2 separate regions of the Anas platyrhynchos genome follow, and region 1 is linked to region 2. A link is a contact called in public Hi-C data. All regions are on one chromosome and are shown on one strand. Each heading gives the region's core, a stretch centred on a gene start, on an enhancer-like site or on the middle of the called end of the contact. The rest is flanking DNA. Distances are from core to core; before and after follow the strand shown.

Region 1 (5,173 bases), core at 2,015-4,514, 270 kb after region 2:
TTGGCAACAACAAAGTACATTTGAAGCGTTTCAACAACAACATACACAGCATGATGAACAAGCAAGAGGAGCTAGACATCTTGGCTCAGTCCCAGAGCTACATCATTGGCATATGCAAGAACTGGTGGAAGAGTCCTGTGACTGATGTGTTACAGCGGATGGTTACAGGCTCTTCAGAAAGCATGAACAGAGCAGGCATGGCAGGCGGGTGGCACTGTAATGCAGGGGCTGGACTGTATGGAGCTTGCAGCTCTCATTAACACGGTTGAGAGCCTCAGAGTAAGGATTAAGGAAAAAGCAAAAAAAAGCAGATGTCATTGCGGGAGTCTACCATAGGCCACCCAGCCAGGTTGACAACATCAATAAATTATTTTTTAAAGGAATTAAGAGAGACCTTTTGATCAGAAGCCTTTGTCCTTATGGGTGACATCAAAACTGAGAATACTGCATAGCTGGTACAAAAAGATCCAGGAGATTCCTAAAACACTTTGACTGTAACTTCTTAGTACAGGTACTAAGGAAGTCAACTAGAAAAGGCGCCCTCCTAGATTTGTTTGTAAAGAGGGAGGGTCTCAGGGGTGAAGTGATTGGTGGCTGTCTTGGCCACAGTGACCATGAAGTTGTAGAGCTGAAAATCCTTGGTGATGGGAGGAAAACTGCCACCAAAACTTCAGCCCTGCATATGGGGAGAACAAACTAGGCTGATCAGGGAAATAGTTGGTAAGGTCCCCTGGGAAGCTACTTCTGAAGGACCATCAGTGCTGGTCGCTTTTTAAGTACCACCCTTTAAGAGCACAGGAACAGGCAATCCAAAAATTGCAAAAGTCAAGCAAGCAGGTGGTCAGCTTGGCTGAGCAGGGATCTTCTGGAGCTTATAGGGAAAAAGGAAGTGTCCACTGGAAGCAAGGTCAGGCAACATGGGAGGACTACAGAGGCGCTGTTTGTCAGTATAGGGAGAAAATTTGTGTAACCAAAGCTCAATTAGAATTAAGAGTGGCCAGTACTGTGAGGGGCAGTAAAAAGGGCTTTTTAAAGTATGTTAAAAGCAAAAGGAGGTCCATTAGTTGATGAGGATGGTTACCTCACAAATAGGCAGATAGACAAAGCAAAGACTCTTAATGCTTTTTAAGAGTCTTCAACACCATCTGTCTTCAACATCAGTGATGGGCTCTGAAATCCCTGGGGCCCTGAGATAGAAGACCATGACTGTGCTAATAATAAATTCCCAACCCATCCCAAACTTGCACAATATTTGCTGCTCTACCTGCTGTTTGTAATTTTAAGGGGTCCAATTGGATTCTACTGTTAAAGAGTGTAAAAATGAAGGCTATAAAAATGGTGAAGGGTCTAGAGAACAAGATGCATGAGGAGTGGCTGAAGCCACTTGGTTTGTTCAGCCCAGAGCAGAGGAGGCTGAGGGGAAGCCAGATAGCAGCCTGCAGCTCCCTCACAAGGGGAGTGGAGGGGCAGGTGCTGAGCTCTGCTCTCTAGTGACAGCAACAGGACCCAAGGGAAGAGCATGGAACTGCGACAGGGGAAGGTCAGGCTGAGTGGTAGGAAAAGGTTCTTCTAATAAAAAAAAAAAAAAGTAAGAGCATGGAGCAAGACTTCTTGGAAATAATTTCTGAGTACATGAAGGAAAAGGTGGTGACTGGTAAGTACAGGCATGGATTTTAAATCAGCTTGCTCCCAGTTATAAAATTACTGGTTTTACAAACAAGGTAAATGCCATTCATCCTTCTTCCTTTGCCTAGAGGAAGGCTTTCACTGTCAGACAGTACTGCCATATGCGACTTTGGATATTGCAGACTGAATAGATAGACAAGTTTGGAAGACGTAGTCTGTTCATTCAGACTTTGAGTGAAAAATAGACTGAGAGCAGTAGTTAACACATTCTGTGGAACACCATAGGGGGCTAACCCAGAACCTGCTTTTTTATTTAAAAATATATGTACTTATATTTGTCAGTGGCCTAGAGGTGGTGATAAACTATACGCTCATCAAGTTTGCAGATGACACCAAATTGGGTGGAACAGTCAACATGCTTGAGGGAAGAGCTGCCATGCAGATATACCTAGGTAGACTGGAAGAAAGGGGTGACAGGAACCATACAAAATACAAAACAGGAAATACAAAGTCATATAAAGGGATAAGTCCTTGCAATGATACTGGCTGAGCAGCAGCTCCGTGGAAAAGAAGTTGGGAGTCTTGGTGCATGTTCAGCAAGCTAAACAAGCCAGGAGTGTGCCTTGGCAGCAAAGAAGGCCAACAGTATCCTTGGCTGCATCAACAGTAGCGTAGCCAGTAGTCTGAAGAATGTGATTATCCTTCTCTAATCAGCACTTATTGGACTGAATTTAGAATACTGCATCCAATTTTTGGCCCCCCAGTCCAGGAAAGACATTGATAAACTGGAGTAAATTCAGCAGAGAGCTGCCAAGATGGTCAGGGAGACATGCCCTATGAAGAGAAGCTAAGGGAACAGCTTGTTCAGTCTGGAGAAGAAAATGGCTTCAGGGGAATCTACTAATAGCCTTCTGATACCTACAAGAAAGTAATCAAGAAGATGAAGCCAGGCTCTTCATGTTGGCTGTTAGCAGACAGAAAAGAGAGAACAGGCACAAACTGAAACCAGACAGGTCCCAACTGGTTTCAGGGAAGAAAAAAGTCACCATGAGGACACTCAAGTAGTGGAACAGGTTGCCAAGAAAGATGCTGCTGTGTCTGTCCTTGGACGTTTTCAAAGCCTGACTGGATAACGCCTTGATTATCCTAGGCTGACCTCATAATTGACTCTGCTTTGAGCAGGATGTTGGATCAAAAACTTCCTGATGTTCCTTCCAACCTGAATTATTTTACAATCTTAAGTTTAAAGAGTCTTATAGACACTGCTTTGCACATGCTTACAGTTTTCCAGCAACTTTAGAACACAAAACTCTAGGGCTGTGTGAATACTAACCAATTAATCCAAACATTCAGAACAAGATCAAATCAAGTCTCATATGCTTTCTATCCTAAAATACTACTGTACCTACAGCTACAATCACAGTTTCACAAAAGCAACTTGAGTAATAGCATTTTCCCTACTACCAGACAGCTCAATGCACTAATTCACAAGCATAGTCAAGTCAAATTGTATAACTTCTAAAATCGACTGTAGAAGACTATTTTTGGGCCTGAACCGAAGACCCTCTCCAAAGCATCACGCTCACTCAAAGGTGTTGAAATGGAACACTTAATACAGCTGTTAGGCTTAAACTACTAGTACTGTGAGCTGTGCAATAGTGTCACCTAGTGGCCAGTACTCTTACAACGAAATCAGGGCCCGATTCAAGAAGAAAACTACTGCCTGTCTACCAACTTTACACTAGTTTTGTAGAGTAGCATATATATATATATATATATATATATATATAGACACATGCATACGAAGCAAAAATCACAGCAACAAATAAGACTAAACTGAGTCATGGAAAAGCATAAGTCACACACAGCTTTTATGAACTTAAAACGTCATTCCAGAAATAGAAAAAGTTCTTTCGGGAAGCAAGAAGCATTATTGGTCTAAAAGAAAAGGAATGATGGATGAGTACTGCAGTCTTTTGTTTATACCATCATAAATGAGGCTCAAGATCACCAGGTGTAAAATCATCTACTTCAATTCCAAACACAACATTGATACATTTCTTGTCAAGAGACAAGAACAAGTAAATGGGGATCTTGCATAATATACTTTGTGAGCGTTGCCCAAGTCTATGTACAGCATTTATAAATAGTTTTAGGGTTACAAGTATTAGAGCACCCCCAAACTTGAAGAACTGTTCATGCTACTGATTTTTGAAGTATTTGTAATTTCTTCTGATCTTGCACAACTGGAGAATGAGGAGAGGCAAACTTCAACTATTTCAACATTCCAGAGACTTATAAGAATGCTTGTTCTCTTGTTCTGCTCATTGCACACTCCTCAAAACTACTGAAATTCGTTGAATCTTTGCATTTCTGTGGCTATCAGGTCTGCTTAAACTTTGTGCCACACTTGAATCAAATAAGTTTCATGAGATTTCCACTATCCTACAGCTTTCATCTCATCTACTGTTCACTTTCTTTCTTAGATGAAAGACTTGAGCGTGAGAACATTTGTTATTCTCCATAGATTAGCAGACAATTGGTTGCACCATATCTATTACATTCAAAATATTCTTAAGCACATCCCATCAATGTCCAACACTCTCAACTAAATTTCTAGGTTTTAAAAGAAAGAACATGACTCAAGCAGATGAAGAAAGTCTTTTTGACAGATTGTGTTCCACAATCAACTCAGCATTTATTTGGCTACTCTGTATTTTACAGAAGTTCAAGTTTCATAGGGTTTCCACTTTAACAAGCTCAAACAGTGAAGTAACAGACTTCAAATTATTAAGTAAACAGCCAAAAATACTGCATGTTTCTTGTAGCATAGAAAATACCAAGACCTAATTTTGTAGCTTGGCTAACATTTACAGCAAAGAAATAGCAATGTCACAGACAGATTGCCCAGTTTGCTCTCAAATTTCTGAGCTGGCTTCTAAAGACTAAGCAACTAAAAATTTTGCACTGTTGCTTTTTTCTCTGCTCTTCAGACTGCAGTAGTAACAGAAGTAGAGAAACTTCTTTTGCAGAAGTACTTCTAGAATTCATAACACCTGTAAAAAAAATCACAGACAGGACATGCAGGCTGTCCCCACTCACATGGCTTACTGAAAACTTAAGGAAAATTGAGTGGCTTCTTTTTGTTCACCAACGTTGCAATCCTTACGGTTTTTGAGGACTGCAGCAGACTAATGAAGATTCTTCTGAAGACAGCCAACCAAGTGGTACATTTCTATAACCACTTAGCTACTACATAAATATAGAAACAAATAAACACAATAGTAGTATTTTACATCTTGTGGTTATAAACCCCATAAAGAGTACAAGAACAAAAAATACATAGTACAGCCTGCTTTTATTCTTGGTCAGTGACACAAACAATGACACCTACACATATACATGCAATCTACTGAACATGATAGAATTTTCTATTTACAGAACTTATATCCTAAAGTGAAAGATATTGTCATACCACCTATATGGAATGAAAATAGGAACTAGAATGATGAAGAAAAGGACAGCAGGGACAGCAACAGGGATTAGA
Region 2 (5,190 bases), core at 1,160-3,659:
AGAATGAAACAATCTGAGAAACTGGTAGCTGGAGTTTTAGAGGGGGAAGTCATGCATGAGAGGGTGTGGGTCTCTGTGTCTCTTACAAAGTTGTCTGGAGAAGGAAAAGACTGGAGAATATCTGGTTTAATCTTTTCATCCTGCCTTCATTTACCATCTGCTGGGGTTTGATTCCCTGCTGTGAAACTCTCCCAGTAAGTGCTGGCCAGACAGCAGCAATTACATTTCATGAGAAATTACAAGTTCACACAGACGTTTTTGTTGTATGCTGGGACAAAACAGGGTCTTTTCAAAGATGTTGTGACATAGGAGACTATTGCCCATGCCATCCCAAGTGAGACAATAGCCAGTGTAGTGGGGGGCAGCTGGATCCCCATGGCAGAAGGGAATGCTTTGTCAAACTCTCTGCAAAGCTCGGCCAGGTACAGAGGCACCTACTGCAGAGTAACTAAAACAGTTGCAATCCTCACACTAGCTCCCTTGGGAGGTCTGTTGGCTAAAGCCTTTCATAGGATGTTCACGTAGAGCAGGGAGAACAAACAAACAAACAAACATACAAACCACTTTAATTAAATGTGAAGGTCACTTGTTTTCCAGAGACTGCTGCCACGAGTTGCTGGGTCATGTTCCCATGCTAGCCAATAAGGAGTTTGCCCAATTCTCCCAGGTAAGAAGCTTGTTCTGCTAGCTGTTAACCAATTGCTCTGGGTAGCAGGCCAGACAAGCCTCAAAGGCAGGCAGCTCACCGTGCTTGAAATGTTATTTTAAGACTTGGGTGTGTCTGAGTCACAACCTCCAGCAGTAGTGGGCTAGCAGTGCCTGAGGAGATAAATACTCCAAGGGAGTGGCGCACAGTGGAGCACTGCTCCCTGTGGACATTTTGTAAAAGGAAGGGCAAGCAGTGTTGGTGGGACATCTCTGTGGGAGAGCCAAGTCAGCCTGCAGCAGGATGCCAGTGGAGCCTCTGCAGTGCTGCTTGTTTGAGCTGTATAGACTATCTTATTCCCCAAGCTTCCTGTCTGATGCCACACCAACCAACCCAACCACCAACAGCCATCACGCCCCTAAGCTGGCTCTGCCTCTGGATGTACATTTTTTATCTCACATGATACTTTAATTGTGTCCATCACCATGTCATTCATTTGAGATGTTTTTCCTTTTACAACTCACCAGATTCTCACAGCATTGCTCACACTGGCGAGGAGGCTCCAAAAAGAAAACAGAGCTTCTTTGTACAAAAGAGACCATTTGGTATGAGCTGTCAGTGTCAGACCCAAGTGAACTCAATGACCTTGTGCAACTAAAGACTTCAGAACTATACGTGTGCCTCAAAACCATAGCAGAGGGATAAAGATAACTCGTATTCTAGGGTTATCAATCAGTGGCCAGTGTGGAAACTGACAATAAGTGCAGAGGGGTTATATGATGTTGATCCCTGATAGAATATCTGAAAATAAAGCCACTTCACCTCACAATATGTGGTTTCCAATTGCATCAACTTGGATACATGCCAGTTTCCATTCTGGTCATATATATTGGCTATTATCAGATTCAATATAGTAGTTGTTAAAGTATCCTCAAGGTCTGTAATTGTCTTTGGAAGAACTCTCCTCAGTTCAGTTCAACACCAGAACTGAAGACACCTTAGAAAAGACATTATAGCAATCTCAAACCTTTCAGCTTTACTCTTTCTCTGCCTGTAACACAGACTATACAACATGGAATAACATTAATTTTCACAATTTGCATTTCACGTTTTCAAAAAGTATTTTCACAGCTGAAATTCACCCCATAAACATTCATTTTTATTCCATTCAACATGAAAAGATGAATGAGGAATAGGGAATAGCTTTGTTTGTCTGCTGCACAATACAGCTCCCAGGATAGTTAAGAGGAGACACCTACAGTAAATTATTGTGGGAACAGTAATTAACAGAGAACATAGTTGTGAGTACACAGCATCCTCCCTGCATGTATCTGACATACCGATAAGGGCTGTCAGAGAGAGAATGAGAGACTAAAAGGTATGGAAAAAATAAAACCCACCTTCCAGTCCTTACTTCTCATTCCTCCCTTCAAATCTGTGCCTGAGATAGTCCAGCATTAAGCCAAGAGATGGTTAACTTTACACAGAGAACTCTGAGGATTAAACACTCATCTAATGTGGCTCCCAGTGGTATGTAGCTGGGGGCCAGGGAGAGGTAGGCATCCTGGAAGCCATGGAAGGTCATTTTGGGTGACAAAAACAATGAATAGTTCATGCTATTCATGCTAGAAATGATGTGGTCCTCCCCCTTCCCCTCTTTCTCTCCCTTGGGCTGAATAATCACACTGGTGTAACACTGACTGCTTGCTTACTTGCTTTAGGATATTGGACTGGCTTCTCTTGGATCATCTGAAACAGAGATTGAGAAACTAGCCACAGTAAGTACAGACAGCAGTTTAGTATCAGAGGCAAAAACCAAAGGACTCACTTCGTATTCCTCACTGTTCAGGGAAGGCTCTTCTTTAGTGTCTCGGCTTAGCTACACAAAAATAGGAGCAGCAGCAGAATTGTCTTCTCCTCATCCACAGGTTAGGGAGGTGCTGGAGCAGGAGCTGGAGTCCCTCCAAGGGAGCCCAGAAGCACATGATTCCACTTTGAGGAAATACTTACACTTTTTGCTGCCATAAGAGTATGTTTCTGAAGCTGAGCCTCTACAGTTTCAGCAATGGGAGGGTTCTGACTCACTTTATAGATTCATCTAATTGACTGTATACTCGATGTGATTATATGTATACTCGATGGTGCAGGGGGCAATCAGAATTCAGGGTGCCCTTTATTTGCTAATCTCACGAAATAGGTGAGCTCTTTGGCAGCAGGTACTCTCACTTGGTTCTGAATCCCTAGGCTGTATACAATCTGTGAGAATGACTCATGCAACCTGTAGCTCCCATCTTAGTCTGAAAATATGCTGGAGGCCAGATTTTTTATTTTATTTTATTTTTTTTTCCGATAATAGCAGCTATTTCACTGTCATGATTATTTTTTTCAGGGGAAGAAAAGAGTCTTAAAGGGTAAAGTTAGCAGAACAATGGGTGCTAGATCTGAAATTTTCAGTGTCATCTGGGGTTTAGGGAGGTAGAACAAAGGAACCTTTTTTAAAGAGTTACGTGCAGTTCAGAATTCGTGAGAATAGCATTTACTAAGTACCATTCATGTATTCAGAACAGTAAACATATTCTGGATTAACCACTCAATCTTCATTTTTTTTTTATAAAAAGTTCAGACATCTAATCTAGGCTCCTTTTTAATGTTTCTTCATCAGAAAGTGAAAATAGAGAACTTTTAATGCTTTCTCTACCGAGACATAGATGTCTACCATAAATTCTTGTTTCTCTCTAGAAATCCCTATCATTCTCCATTCATTACAAAGAGTTATCTATCTTAGGTAATATGGCAATATCTAAGCTACCTAAGAGTTTCTTAAAAGAATCATGACTTTTTTCATGGTCTATAACATATGTACAACAAATGTTGAAATGACATTAGTTCCTTCAGTTCCATGAGTTTTCTAAGCAGGTAGATCCATACACAAGAGATGGAAAGTTAAGAGTAGTCACGTTCTCCACAGTGGGCCACAAATACTGTGTCTTGTACCCTGTTAAGACACTAAGAACCAAAAGAACCTCACTAAGAGCCAAATAAATGATATCTAAGGAACGACTTAAAAACAATAAATAAATTAAAAAATCCTTCTCCGAGAGCATTGTCCCATGTCTCACTGTCACTTTCTGCAAAATCATGAGATACTTGAAAGGCTTTTCACTGGAAATAGTAAGAATCAAGATTATTAACACAAGAATAATGGAGAATTATCACTGGAATTTTAGTAAAAGCAGCTCTGAGTTTTGCAAAAAGAAACATCTTGGCATGGTGCTTCTTTAGTTGTAAATTTGTAGGCTAAACCCCAAAATCATCAAAATCAGAAGATGCATATCAAAGAAGGTTGGGGAAAGAAAGAGAAAGAGAGTGACAACATAGACAGAATATAGTTTCACATTATTTTGTGAAGTGCTTGCAATTCTTTGAGAAGGATGCTGAGAATGCTAACCTGAACCCTGCAAATGAAGCAGCAAAGAGCTATGTGTCTCTTGTGTCCCTAAAGTGACCCTGAAGAGTTGCAGCACAAAACCATATTCTTGAGTTGTATTTTGTTTTCCGTGTTTTGCACAACAACTATCCATCAGCTTAGGGGTCAAGCTGTGCAGAATTGTTCTTCCACTGTTCATTTCCTTAGATAGTATAATAAAGGAAGGGCTAACAGGTTACCAGAGCCAACAATTGCTTTTATCCCATCACTGTCCAGCAGGTAAAGGAAGTATGGTCCCAGTCGTGCTTTATTGCAAGAAAAAAAAAAAAAAAAAGATGCATCTTTATTTTCTATTGCAGCAAGATGATGATGGAATTCGTATAATCTTAAAGGGTACATTGCTGCTAAGGAATAAGTCATTCCTCAGTTCTGATGAATGCTAGAGAAAGGAGGAAGGGAATTGCCTTTTCAAGGACCTTTCTAAGGTCTTGAACCCTCTGTGGGTGTCTACCTGTGCTTTTGGGAGTATGTATTGAAAACTGTCAGTTTTCAACTATAAGGCAGCTCAAAGCTAATTTATTTAAAAACAGATAGTATCATTAGCAGTTTTTTCTTTTTATTTTTGGAGAGAGTGAGAATGGAAAGGATGGCAAGTTTTGAAAAAATATGTATTGTGATTTTTGTGTGTGTTATATGTTGAAGAGAAAAAGTAATTTACTTAAAATATATAGCTGTAAAATTTGAAGATACAAAAACATTAAGGACTAGGGATAAAATACATTAGAAGGAAGGAAAAATGAAAAGCTTAAAATTGAATTGCCTCTTGAGACTGTGATTTTCACAAATTGTTCTTGTTATCAGCTTTATTGGTTTACTGTGGAGTTTGGTCTCTGCAAGCAAAATGGATCCATCAGAGCTTATGGGGCAGGACTGCTTTCATCTTATGGGGAGCTTATGGTATGTGTCATGCATTTGGTGTGAAAATACTTCTATAATCCAGTTCTCTAAATTATCTGGTAAAAGCAAAATATTTCCTCACATACAGCAATATGATTTAAAATACTGCTTTTTTCTTCTGCAAAGAAATTTGTTCTTCCTCTCAGGAGGCTACCGCATA

What was found. Hi-C and Micro-C count contacts between places; a contact is called where the count stands out from the background.
Region 1: a Hi-C map of liver shows a contact between it and region 2, with 4 times the contacts expected there. The contact joins two enhancer-like sites. A contact is called at or near these places in 2 of 8 Hi-C or Micro-C datasets (liver and skeletal muscle).

What each region holds. Positions count from the first base shown.
Region 1 is chr1:58,752,832-58,758,004 of IASCAAS_PekinDuck_T2T, forward strand. All of the region lies in intron 6 of PARPBP (PARP1 binding protein), which reads right to left. Among named protein-coding and RNA genes, the nearest start is that of NUP37, 18 kb to the right of the region's middle. Within about 2 kb of position 3,265, at least 1 of the 8 cell types and tissues checked has an H3K27ac peak or open chromatin away from gene starts, as enhancers often do.
Region 2 is chr1:58,480,407-58,485,596 of IASCAAS_PekinDuck_T2T, forward strand. It overlaps LOC101794316 (tyrosine 3-monooxygenase), which reads left to right. Exons shown (of 12, transcript XM_005022557.6): 8 at 598-667; 9 at 2,368-2,424; 10 at 4,935-5,030. Among named protein-coding and RNA genes, the nearest start is that of PAH, 64 kb to the left of the region's middle. Within about 2 kb of position 2,410, at least 1 of the 8 cell types and tissues checked has an H3K27ac peak or open chromatin away from gene starts, as enhancers often do.